2 separate regions of the Danio rerio genome follow, and region 1 is linked to region 2. Evidence: chromatin contacts called from public Micro-C data. All regions are on one chromosome and are shown on one strand. The core of a region is the stretch at or near the end of the contact, and the rest is flanking DNA. Distances in the headings are between cores, read along the strand shown. Region 1 overlaps ddx43 (DEAD (Asp-Glu-Ala-Asp) box polypeptide 43). Region 2 holds the start of rin2a (Ras and Rab interactor 2a).

The links. Hi-C and Micro-C count contacts between places; a contact is called where the count stands out from the background.
Region 1: a contact with region 2 is called in a Micro-C map of caudal fin, with 2.6 times the contacts expected there. The contact joins the enhancer-like site here to the promoter of rin2a in region 2. A contact is called at or near these places in 2 of 18 Hi-C or Micro-C datasets (caudal fin and an unstated tissue).

Annotation. Positions count from the first base shown.
Region 1 is chr13:30,564,288-30,570,335 of GRCz12tu, forward strand. ddx43 (DEAD (Asp-Glu-Ala-Asp) box polypeptide 43) reads right to left here. Exons shown (of 17, transcript NM_001328193.1): 6 at 4,838-4,994; 7 at 4,612-4,730; 8 at 4,422-4,532; 9 at 4,187-4,328; 10 at 2,986-3,086; 11 at 2,112-2,199; 12 at 1,758-1,885. Among named protein-coding and RNA genes, the nearest start is that of ddx43, 13 kb to the right of the region's middle. Within about 2 kb of position 1,659, at least 4 of the 62 cell types and tissues checked have an H3K27ac peak or open chromatin away from gene starts, as enhancers often do. A contact at or near this core is called in caudal fin, where this site is marked.
Region 2 is chr13:30,454,744-30,460,601 of GRCz12tu, forward strand. It overlaps rin2a (Ras and Rab interactor 2a), which reads left to right and starts at 3,878. Exons shown (of 13, transcript XM_009307401.4): 1 at 3,878-4,085. It overlaps si:dkey-187a12.4, which reads left to right. Exons shown (of 5, transcript XM_073920915.1): 3 at 2,381-2,540; 4 at 2,654-2,859; 5 at 3,781-4,085. The coding sequence ends at 3,786.

The DNA.
Region 1 (6,048 bases), core at 409-2,908, 110 kb after region 2:
AGATGCAAAGCAATGTGTTTCACTTGAATAAAACTAGGTTATTTTTTCATATATCTTACTTTGAATATTTACAGCTACACTGCTAACATAAAAACTAATGTCATATTTCCTAGTTCCTCCGAAAGGCCCGCCCTCAAGTGACTCTGATTGGTCATCTATCATAATGTGCTGTGATTCGCGGATCGGTTTCACATCACTACATCACACCCCTACAAGCATGCACTTTTGTGCTGTGTAATCAGCTATCTCTCTTAAATAAAATCTGACAAGTGTCTGTAACGAATGAAAATGGGGTGAGGCTCCTTTCAGAGAGATTGCCACTATGTGTTTGCGTGTGCGTGCGAGAACTGTCTGTAGATGCATGTACCACAAGAAGCACATGTGCGTGGGACCGATGTTTATTTTTATTTTTCTCTGATGCTCAAATTAAGTTATTGTTCTGTAATATACAGTGACACTGTTGAAAGGAGAATAAAGCACAACATGTGGAATGCGACATGTGTGAGCCTTGATTTATTTTTTTGCTGCAACACAAGTTAGACGAGCTGTCCTGTATTTTTACCTGACTCAACGCGTTACATGACATCTTTCACATATATTTGGAATATGCATGTGTAAGTAATATGAATCATCCACATATCTTTTGCAAGTTCATTATCTGAGATGTAGAACGCACAAAAAAGCTCCCTATAGAGATACGCGCACTGGTGATTAAAGAGCAACGTATGAATGATTTATTTAGATTTTTTTCGTTTGATTACATTAACAAATAACAGGTGTCACTTTAAAAATGTACACATCTAACATTAACATTGAAATGAAAGCATTCGACTGTTTTCCTAACTGTTTATGCTCATTTAGGACGAAATTGTGTATGAAAAAAAATGACACTTGTAATGAAAAGGAAGGGAATCGCGCCGTTTTTATGTTTATTTCAATGTCTTTTCGTGCCTAAACAAAGCGAAAGCACAGAACAGACTCACATTTAAGAGCAAGGGGTGGCCCCCATGCGATTCGGCGGTATGGGTTGCGTATAGGGAGGCTCGGCTCTTTAATATTTCTTGTTACCCTTCAGAGAAACACCAAAACTACAGAAAAATTACGTGAAAATACCTTTACGGGATCATAGCGGGATAGAACTGTAAAATACGGGAGAATCCTGGGAAAAACGGAAGGGTTGACAGGTATGTTCTCAGTATTTCTTCTTTTGTGTTCAATGGAAAAAAGAAACCCATCAAGATTTGGTACAAAAAGAGGATTAGGAAATTTTCAGTTTTGGGTGAACAATCCCATTTTAAACAACCTTTGCTGCAATTTTAACCAATAAGCCCTTATCATCTTGAAGCACTTGATTTAATGCAGGCCGAGTATCAGGCAATTTCTGAGCAATCTTATTTTGCACAAAATGAAAATATCAGCATGAAAGTCTAACAAAGAACCTGTTTAAATGTTTGCGCAACTTTTGACAAACAAAAAAAAATGCCTGTCATATCGAGGTGTAGAAAAGCAAGTGATAGTAAGAATGGCCATTTATTAAACAGCTACACCCTCTGACAATGGAGAAATGCCAAGTTTCATTTCTAGAAAAGAGAAGCATTTCCCCACAAACCATTCAACCCACACTATTCCTGAGCAAATTGTCACCCATTGTCATGTCAAGCGATCACAGTAAAAGCATGTTAAGCAATGCCATTTCAGTGAGTGAAGCTCCTCCCATATCCTGTTTCATGAAAAAGCTCATCTCACTTTAAACTTACTTGAGTTTTTTTCCAACAAATATTAGTACTTTGTCCAGAGGCTCCATTCGGTGAATGAAATCAAAAACGTAGTCTTTTTTTTCATCCTCCTGCACAAACAGCACCGTTTGCTGAACAGTGTTCACTGCCTGAAGACAGACAGACACAGAAGTTAACTGGGGACTTTTAATAAGGAGGCCAAACAAATAAAGCTATATTTGATCTGTTATTGAAGCATTATCCAATATAAACACACATATATATATATATCTACATATATATATATATATATATATATATATATATATATATATATATATATATATATATATATATATATATATATATATGACACACGTGTAAATATTCACTTACTGCTAGATCCAGTGTGCCCACATAAACCATCATTGGATCTTTCAGGTAGGATTTGGCCAGTCGCCGAACACCTGGTGGCCAGGTGGCACTGCAACAGAAAGATAGAGATCCAAACTGAATAAATGCAGAGAAAAATGTCCATTTTGCGTTTAAAGTAAACAGTACAAAGTACTGTTACTTTAGCTCAGGATAAACTATGTACGCTTGTTTTTTTTTTACGTCAGTAGAAGGAAATTTTTTACATTTTTAACTTGGGTGTTTCATAAAATGTTCCTTTTTTGACTCAAAGACCACAGGTGAGTAACAGATTGATTCAAGCTCACCATCCCCTAATCCTTAAACACAAATATGCTTTGCGTTTACAATTAAGTTGCGAACACTGTTTTTTCAGAGAAACAAATACTAACGCTAGTGTTGTCACCTTATCGACTTTGTCACTATATTCAGCAACTTTTCAGACTTTTTCTTTGACCGTTTTTCTTGTTCACAATCACAGACATTTTAGTGACAGTTTTGGTTTATTACGTCTGTGAGATTACTGCAAATTTACTACACATCTATACTGACATACTGTATTCAAACAGCAATAATTTAGTCAAATTGGCATGCATACATAAAGCGTAGTGCACATTAAAAAAACCTTTATTAGCCATAGGCTGTAAAACAAACAGAAACGGTTGTACTTGCTGACGTCAGTAATACGCAAATTGACATTTGAAGTAATCTAGCAACATTTAGCAACTTTTCGGGCAGAGCTTACCACCTTTTCATTAAAAAAAGTTGCCAGCACTGACCAATGAAACAAAATTTAAAAAAAAGAGAATACCCTGTTCTACCTGCAATCAAGATATTTTTCAAGTATCAAATAAATCACCTAGTCATAACCGTTTGCCTGTCTGGTCGAATATCCAGAATGATTTTCATGATTTGAGGTTCAAATCCCATGTCCAACATTCTATCAGCCTCATCCAACACCTGGAAAAAGAGAAAGAAAAACTGCATATACACAAAATTATTTTTATCAAAGACACTAGAGATGCAACGGTTCTTGGTCAAAAAAAAAACTAAAAAAAACGCAGTCTCATTGTCCTCCCACGGTTCGTTGCGCCCTGTGATCCACGGTTCAGAATATACATTATTAATTTTGGTTTGTTAATAAAAACTGCAACAAAGCAGTTTTGCCTTTCTAAGCTTTCGATTACTTTTCACATCCATCGCCTGTGCGAAGACCTGTCTTAGGGTGCTTTCACACCTATACTTATGTTTCGGAACCTGTCACGTTTGCCCAGTTAGCGCGGTTCGCTTGGCATATATGAAACCACCAATCAAGCTCGGATCCGCGCCAAAATAATCACTCCGAGATCGCTTGAATGAGGTGGTCTCAGCTCGATTGAAACGAACTCTGGAGTGGATCGATTGCAATGAGAAAGCAATATAATCTGAGCCCGGTTATATCACAGTGTAATATGGATATGTAATAGGCATACAGCTATATAAAGAGAGAATTAGGAGCAGGGGGGGAGGTCATTCCAGACATCCCAAGTCTCCCGGAAGTTTCGTTAGTCTCCCGTGAATGTACAGAGCCTCCTGGGTGCCCGCAAACAAGTGATAATCTCCAAGAAATCGCTCGTCTCCCTCCCGCTCCTCAAATACGTCGCGCACCCTTCTCACCCCTCCCCACCGAATCAGTCCTTGCTCTTCAGACACGTTGCGAGCACCCTATCAAACACCATCAAAACCACTACCACCCCCCTGACAGCTGATCCGGACTCTGCAAAATAAACCATGAAACTGACAAAGTGAGGAGAGGTTAATCGCACGTGACTTGTTTTAGCTCTTTTGGTCCGTTTAGAAACTTTGCTGTGTGAAAGCGAACTGCACCAAGAACAAAGAGCAACATTGTAACAATTTTAATCCCTGTTTCAGAACAACTGAATCGATTCACAGACGTGAAAGCACCCTTAGCATGTAAATCTAAAACTGTGATACATACCAAACCGTTGCACCCCTAATGGACACAAAAACATTTATTCTCATCCGTATCCTTATTTCAACTTACAAACGCTATTACTTACCAAATAGGTGATGGAGCGCAAATTAATGAGCTCATTCATCTGCAGATCATTTAACCGTCCAGGTGTTGCAATGACAATGTCCACACCACTGGTCACTACTTTAATCTGGGCATTTCGGTCACCTCCTCCATAGATACAGATACTAAAATAATGTAAGGAATTTTGTTTTGTTGGTTTAAACCCTAAATTATGGATTAAATTTGAATTAATTTGGAGAACTTAATAATTACAGCACCTTTTAAATCCCTTGTAGCTGTATTTGTTGCACTCTGCTTCGATCTGGAGGGCCAGCTCACGAGTAGGAGTCAAAACCAACATGCCAGGGCCATTTCTTTTGTCCCTGGGCCTTCAATAAATGTGTATATCAATCAGAGTAAAATAGATTCACTTGTTAACAAAAAGGATGAACCCTGGAACACACTTACATTGGTTGTCCATCCATATGAATGAATCCAGGAAGGAGGTAGGCCAGAGTTTTGCCTGTTCCTGTCTGGGCTATTCCAATAAGATCTATTCCATTCAGGACGACTGGCCAGGCCTGCGACTGAACCATTAGGAAAATTAACCAGGTTTCCATTCATCTGAATGTCTTATTTTACATAAGGCAGAAAAACAATCAGTGAGAAGCAAGCATGAAAGAGAGTTCTTTACCTGAATGGGTGTTGGTTTTTTAAACCCTACTCTGACAATGTTTTCCATGATGCCAGGATAGTGAGCAAAAGCTTCCTCAAACGTGCACACTGGATTGGGAATTGTTCTTTTGTCACCATCTTTTAAATCGTCCACAAAGATATTGTTGTTCTCTTTTCTGTTTTATTAGAGAAGCATAATGTACAAAAACAATACAATTATTATATGTAGAACACCATGCCCTAAATCAGTGCTTCATTTGTAAGTGAATAATTCTCAGAACAAAACCAGCAAAAAAAAGAAAAGTCAATGTGACCGACGTCCACCACTCAATTTCAGTTTTCCTAGGACAAGACGTCATTAAACAATGATACCGCAAAAAAGAGCATCACATTTCTGAACGGTCTTTGATTATTTTGTGCCATATGACATTATAGGTCAGTCAATGATGAGAAAAAACATGTAGCTACAAACATAAATAATATGAACAATCACTATTGACTACTATTATGTGCCAAGTGAAAAAGAAAATATTCAAATGACTCAAACTAATCTTTAAGAAGAGCCCACAGTTACCTCTTCTGTCATGTTTTCTGCCTGACTTGAGATCGATTTGCTTCAGTTTCCCGCTATCTAGATACATTGTGCAGTTTCATTTTCTCAAGATCTCCTTTGATCAGGCTTATTATCAAAATAACTTAGGGTTTTAAAAATGAAAATATGCGCGATTGCCTCTTTGCCATTTTGAAAATATAAATATTATTTAGGCAGGCCACTATGCCATTAATCACTGCTCACTGCACGCGAAACAATAATCACCAACCAATGAGAGTGATTAAACATAAAAAAGCTGATTGGCTGAAAATATTCCGCATGATTACTACAGTGATGTGTGCGCGTGCAAACACAATCCACACAGCCTTCACTTGTGTTCATTCACATGCTCTCTCTCTCTCTGGCTCAAATTAAGCTCTACTCTTAATACTTTGAAATGTTTCTGACTAAGGTAAACAATTAACTGATGACACAAAAATAATATTTGTGGCACTGCTATATAGAAAACAAAGATGCCCATTTATAAATATAAAACTTTTAAAAGTTAAGATTTCTAAACCTTATTAGTAATGTGAATTAAACTGAATGAACTAATTTAAGTAATGAAAATGTTTATAAAGAACATATTTATACTAGCTATGATGAGCTAAAATATTTTATCAGCTGAAAACTAAGCA
Region 2 (5,858 bases), core at 2,628-5,127:
CAGGGTTTTGGGTGCCCGAAGCTCATCTGTGGAAAAGGACATCTAAGACAATCCCATCTGCTCTGAGCTAACAGCAAATCTACTGTCCACCCACACTTCAAAGCATCAAGCATCTACAGTAAACTGAACCTTGGAGCAGTCGAGGAAGAATGCCAGGTCAAATGAGTCTTGTTTCTTTTTGCATCAGAGCATGAGAGGGTTATCATTGGAATGTGCCGGCATCAGGATGAAATGAAGACAGTGTGATCCTCAGTGTTGAGAAACTAGTCTGGACATTTATGTTGACATAAATTATAACAAACTGTAACATTGTTGAGTTCACCCCTTCATGGCAATCTTGATCTAGTGGTATAAGTGGCTTTTTTCCACTTACAGATGAAAGTAGGCTGTAGGTGGAGAGTATGTGGAATTTTTTGGCTGTTTCAACTGCATTCTTTTCCTGCCGCGATCCATACATTGTTCAGGAATGTTTTGAAAAAGATGAAGAATTCAAAGTGTTGCCCTGGCTTGCCCAAATATCTAGAGCGTATATATGATGTGCTGGACCAACAGGTTTGATCCATTGTGCCTGTGCATCTTCCAAACTCCAGTACTTAAAAGCAAGGATGTACAAACAAGTTCCTGTATGGTCACTGTCCCACAGTTGAGCTCTCACTACCCTAATTAAACAAACCTGAGGTGTATTCCAGAAAGTAAGCTTAACCTACCATCTGCTAAGCCCTGAACTCTGGGTTAATTAACCCTAAATATGCCCACACGAAGGTATACCAGATATGAAAACTTCAGTTAATTCAGAATATCCTAACCTGACATGTTCACAGAGTCCCAATGGAAACAAATACAAAATGTTGAATGAATTAAATTCGTAAAGCGTATCGCGCCCTACTGGTAATTTTATATTATTTTATGGTATTGTTTATATTTCTTCAATACTTTTTTTCATTTTTTTGTGAAGAATTACAACAATTGTTGCTAAGATAGATAGATGCTAAATATAATATAAATTTAAATTTAACTTTTAAAAACAAATGCTTACATGAGACATACTGTATATTTTTTGTGTTGGTTTTGCTTCCATATTTGTAATAATGTGCAATATTTCTATAATAAAGTTACATAAGCAATACATTTTATTTAAAGTGACCAGTTACAAAAATGTAATTAATTATTGCAAATGCACCACACAAGATAAGAATTAATGAAATAAATAATAGTACAAATTAACATTATTTTCATAATAGCGTTTTTTTTTTCTTTTTTTGAGAAATTCTAAACTTTAAGAAATATATTAAGACACAGACAAATAATGGGCAAATAAGGATAGGAACTTGAACACTCAAGATATTTGACTTTTTGGGAACGAAAGCTGAGGTTATCCACTTACATATCCACTTACATATCCTTAAACATATCTAGGTATGTCACATAACCTGCTTTCTGGAATACCCAACTGACATAATCAAGGTCTTCAGACTCACCAGAAACACACGTTTTAAGTTTTGGAGCTGGTTGGAGCTAAAATGAAAGCAAAATTTGACGTAAAGAATCTGCTGCTAACATCTTGGCCTTTAGGTGTTGTAGAGTCTGTTAATGTGTGCATTCATGCTGTTCTGGCAGTATGCACAGAACCAAATACATATTTTGCTGGGTCTCATAATGTTTTGCTCATCTTTATTCACCTTAAGTTGCAATGAACAAGTAAGTTCTTTTCTAAATGTGAATGTTTTATACTTCAGATTCATTTGCTGTTATGTTAATAGCATATGCAAGTAATAGCTAACACTAAAAATAAGTGTTTATGACAATATATTAACAATCATGTGTTAGATCAGAAAATGGCAGTTTCCAACATCAATCAGTATAATGGGTAAAAATTAATAAATGTGAATGAGAACCAAAGTGTTCACATTTAAGTTAAAATTTCTCATTCGTTCATTCATATTTATTTGGCTTAGTCCCTTATTTATCAGTGGCCACAAACGGAATGAACAACCAACTATTCCAGGATATGTTTTGCAAAGCGGATGCCCTTCCAGCCAGTACTGGCCTTTAAAATTTTACAATGTTACAATTTTCAAGTTACAAATGTTCCCATGTGAAAAACAAGTTGGATATGGTAACTATTAAAGCAACATACACACAGGTTGCTACAAAAATCCTTACATGTCATTGCGTTATACTTTTTATGGAAGAATCCTCCCTTCTTTACCTGCACTGTGTATTACTTCATATTTTGTGTGTGTGTGTGTGTATATATATATATATATATATATATATATATATATATATATATATATATATATATATATATATATATATATATATATATATATATATATATATATAATTTTTATTTTTCTTATTTTTTTTTTTTACATAGGTGTCGCACCTCTCAAGGATGGGTGGAGCCACAGTTGATGATGCAGTTCGGCGTCTTATGCACACAGTTCTGTCTTTCAGTGTGGGCTCAGAGCTCAACTGGGTTGGCAGAGGACAGAAGAGGAGCTTCAGAAACACCAGACTGCAGGGTGTTTTATTTCGTAAGCAAATCTTTTTTAAATCAAATTATGATTCAGTGCATGCACTTCTGATTTGTTGCACAGCTATTTTAGAATCTTCTTGTGAAGCACTGTTTTAACCCTGTTCTGTACAGGTGCCTTAAAGAGGACACCTATTGGAAAGGAGGCCACACATCATCAGTTTGCTGATGTAGTGAAGAAATGGTTGCGGTTTGCCCCTTTTCGACAGAGAGGAAGCGGACGAAGACCGCATTGGAAGCCTATTGAGTTCATCTGTCCCAAATATGATAATACAGTAGAGGATCATAACCCGCTAAACTTGGAATCTGGAGAGGTTCAGGTGACAATATAACATAATTATATGTAATAGTGTGTCATTAAATGACTCAAAGTATAATTATAAAATATTAAAAATAAACTGGGAAAGTGAACTTAGTAAATGAAGAACTGACCCCAGAGTGAAGGATTGACATTCAAAGATAAAGTTTTTTTTGTCATATTACGTTCTTTGTAATATAATATTGCCTTTGCAGCTTTTAAGTTAAAATTTTGAATCATTTGAAAATGTTCAAATTAAAGAATAGATATTTAAAATAAAAATAGAAACAGTGTTATATTGTCTGTTTTGCACCTACAACTTTATTTGAAATATATTGTACTTTGTTTGTTTCAGTTTAAACCTATTTTAATATTAATTTTTACCCTAAAAAAATCAGTTTTGCGGTTTGTTTTGCATTTTGAAAAGAATATTAATGCATTTGTTTCAAAGAACTTTTGCATTCTGACACATTTGTTTATGTGTATAATTTACACATTTTTACTTCCATGTGAGAAATATGTAATATTTTCTACACCCAACCTACATAAATACAGAAATAGATGATTGTTTTCCTCACTAGTGAATAAATTCGGCTTAATGTACTATTAGAAATGATCTCAAAACAGGATTAAAAGTATATTTAAGTATAATTTCCAATATATATAACTTTATATTAAATCATATATGATGGACAGGCTAATTTTATAGCTAGCATTTCATGTACACACACACACACTATACGTCCTAATAACACCTGGAATATTGGAAAATCAAAGATTTGTAATCTCTTGTAGCTACATAATAAAAACAAGTGAAAATGTTGGTAGTGTTTGTGTTGTTGATTTTTTTAACCACTTGGGGATGAGAAGAAGAGATGTTTTATTTAATCTGTGTATTTTCCACTCTTTCCGGTTCTTTCATGTTTCTCTGAATGGCTGGTAGATGTAACAAAGACTTCTCCCTTCCAAAGACATTCCCAGCTGGAACACGTGACGTGAAAGCGCAATGCATATCAACTTTTGTTCTTCTCCTGGAGTTTGTTTTTGCCGGGAGAGGTCGCATGCTTCAACACAGCCATGAGTTAAATGAGACTTTCTTGCGAAGTACAAGGAAACAACTTCGCCTCGGTCATGCAGGAACATCTAAAACTGTTCACTGCAGCTCAGCCTTTGGAGAAACACCACCCAGCTCTTATAAATGCGTTACAACGCTTTTGTTAACGGGTGTTTTGATTTCGTCCCGTCGAGGTGAGTCCTACGCACCGTTTATTACCGTAAGATCGCGGCGATTGTTTTGCTTTTCGAGTGTTTTGTTTTTCGGTTCCAGCTTCATTTCAAAGACGTTCAAACCGTTTTTGTTTGTGTTTTCTTTAGTGGAATTATGTAAGTTCATTTAATTGTCAATTGTAATGTTCAGGTGTTATGTTTTGTTGATATATATTTTATTAACACGTAATTAACCATGCTAGTAATTCCGTTTACACGTAACATGTTTAGAATTCAATGATAGTAGTTTGGCAACTTTAGTCCTACCTGATTTTTTTTTCTTTTTTTTGGACATGTATCTATATTGTTTCGTTTTGTTGCCAGCAGGTACATGTAATACAATCATGTTTATGTGCTAACACAAATGGTCTATTGGCAACTAAAGATGTTATCCTGTGCTATTTTATTGAACCGCAGCGTGATGTTTCTTAAGGAATCGTTCAAGTTATGTAGTCTCATCAGATTATTTACATCTCTGTAAAACGTTTTGATTTCTGATACCATAAACTGAATTCATGAGCATGAAGGCTGCTTTCACATCTGCTGAAAGTAGCTGTAATACACTGAGCAATGTTCGTGTGCGTTAATTGAATAATAATTCACAATTTAAAAGATCATCTTTGGACAAACTTCCTTTTATATGCTCTTTTGTAAACTATAAAAGAATGAAAAACTTAGATTAGAGGTCACATTGTAGCTTCAACCTACTGTCGTCGTCAGGTACAATGCTTTGTGTAAGTTAATTAACATCAGAAACACGTTAAGTAGTTGTAAAATGTTTGCCAAATTTTGGCATCCTCTAAAGTTAGTCACAGAAAACGAGTTAGGTTTATAACTTCAACCTACTGTCGTCAAAAAAGGTACACTGCTTTGTGTAAGTACATCACATCAGAAGCGTGAGGTAGTTGTAAAATGTTTGCCAAATTTTGGCATCCCCTAAAAATAGGCAGAGAAACAAGTCAGGTTTGTCTGATCATAATAACCCTGGATGGTAAAACCTGAAATTAACATTTGGAGGAGCAGCCAAAAACTCCCCTGTTAGGAAAATAGCTTAATAAACAAAACAAAAAAAGTAAAAGCTTATGTTAGAGGATATAAGAAAACAAACAATAGAAGTCAGTAGAAAGTCCCTGTGATGTGTTTACCTATCTGCCATTCATGCAGTATGCGCATTCTCTTTTATTGCTGTTAGTTTAATTGATGGCGTTCGTTATTTACTTGTTTCTAAAAACCATCCCACCAGACTTTTCATTTCTTCCACACCAAATAATTCAGCAGAGTCTCGAAGGCCTGTTAAGAGGATTAGTCTCAGGCAATGGGAAGTAACTTAACTGATTTTGCCCAGAACATGCGTCACTTGACAAGAATTTCAGAGTTGTGCAGTGACTGGCATTGGATTAGTTTGACAACGGAATGTTCTGATCCATTTCAATACTCTATACATACCAATTGTATTAACTTTATTGAAGTTGTGGCTCACACCAAATTGCTGATGCAACCAAAGAATGCTTCTCAAATGCTGAGGTGTCAGCAGCTGTGACTGAAGTGTCAGGGTAGCTTCTGTGTGTGTGTGTGTGCTGTGATTTGTCAGAATAATTTTAGCGCCTGCTGTGACAACAAATTCAGTGAATGAAGGGGCCATGTCATTAAAGTGCTAGTTCTGTTATTGTTTACTCTCTGTCCACTTGTTCCAAACATGTTTGAGTTTTTCTTCTGGTGAACACAAATGAAGATAAACTAAAGAATAGTGTAGAA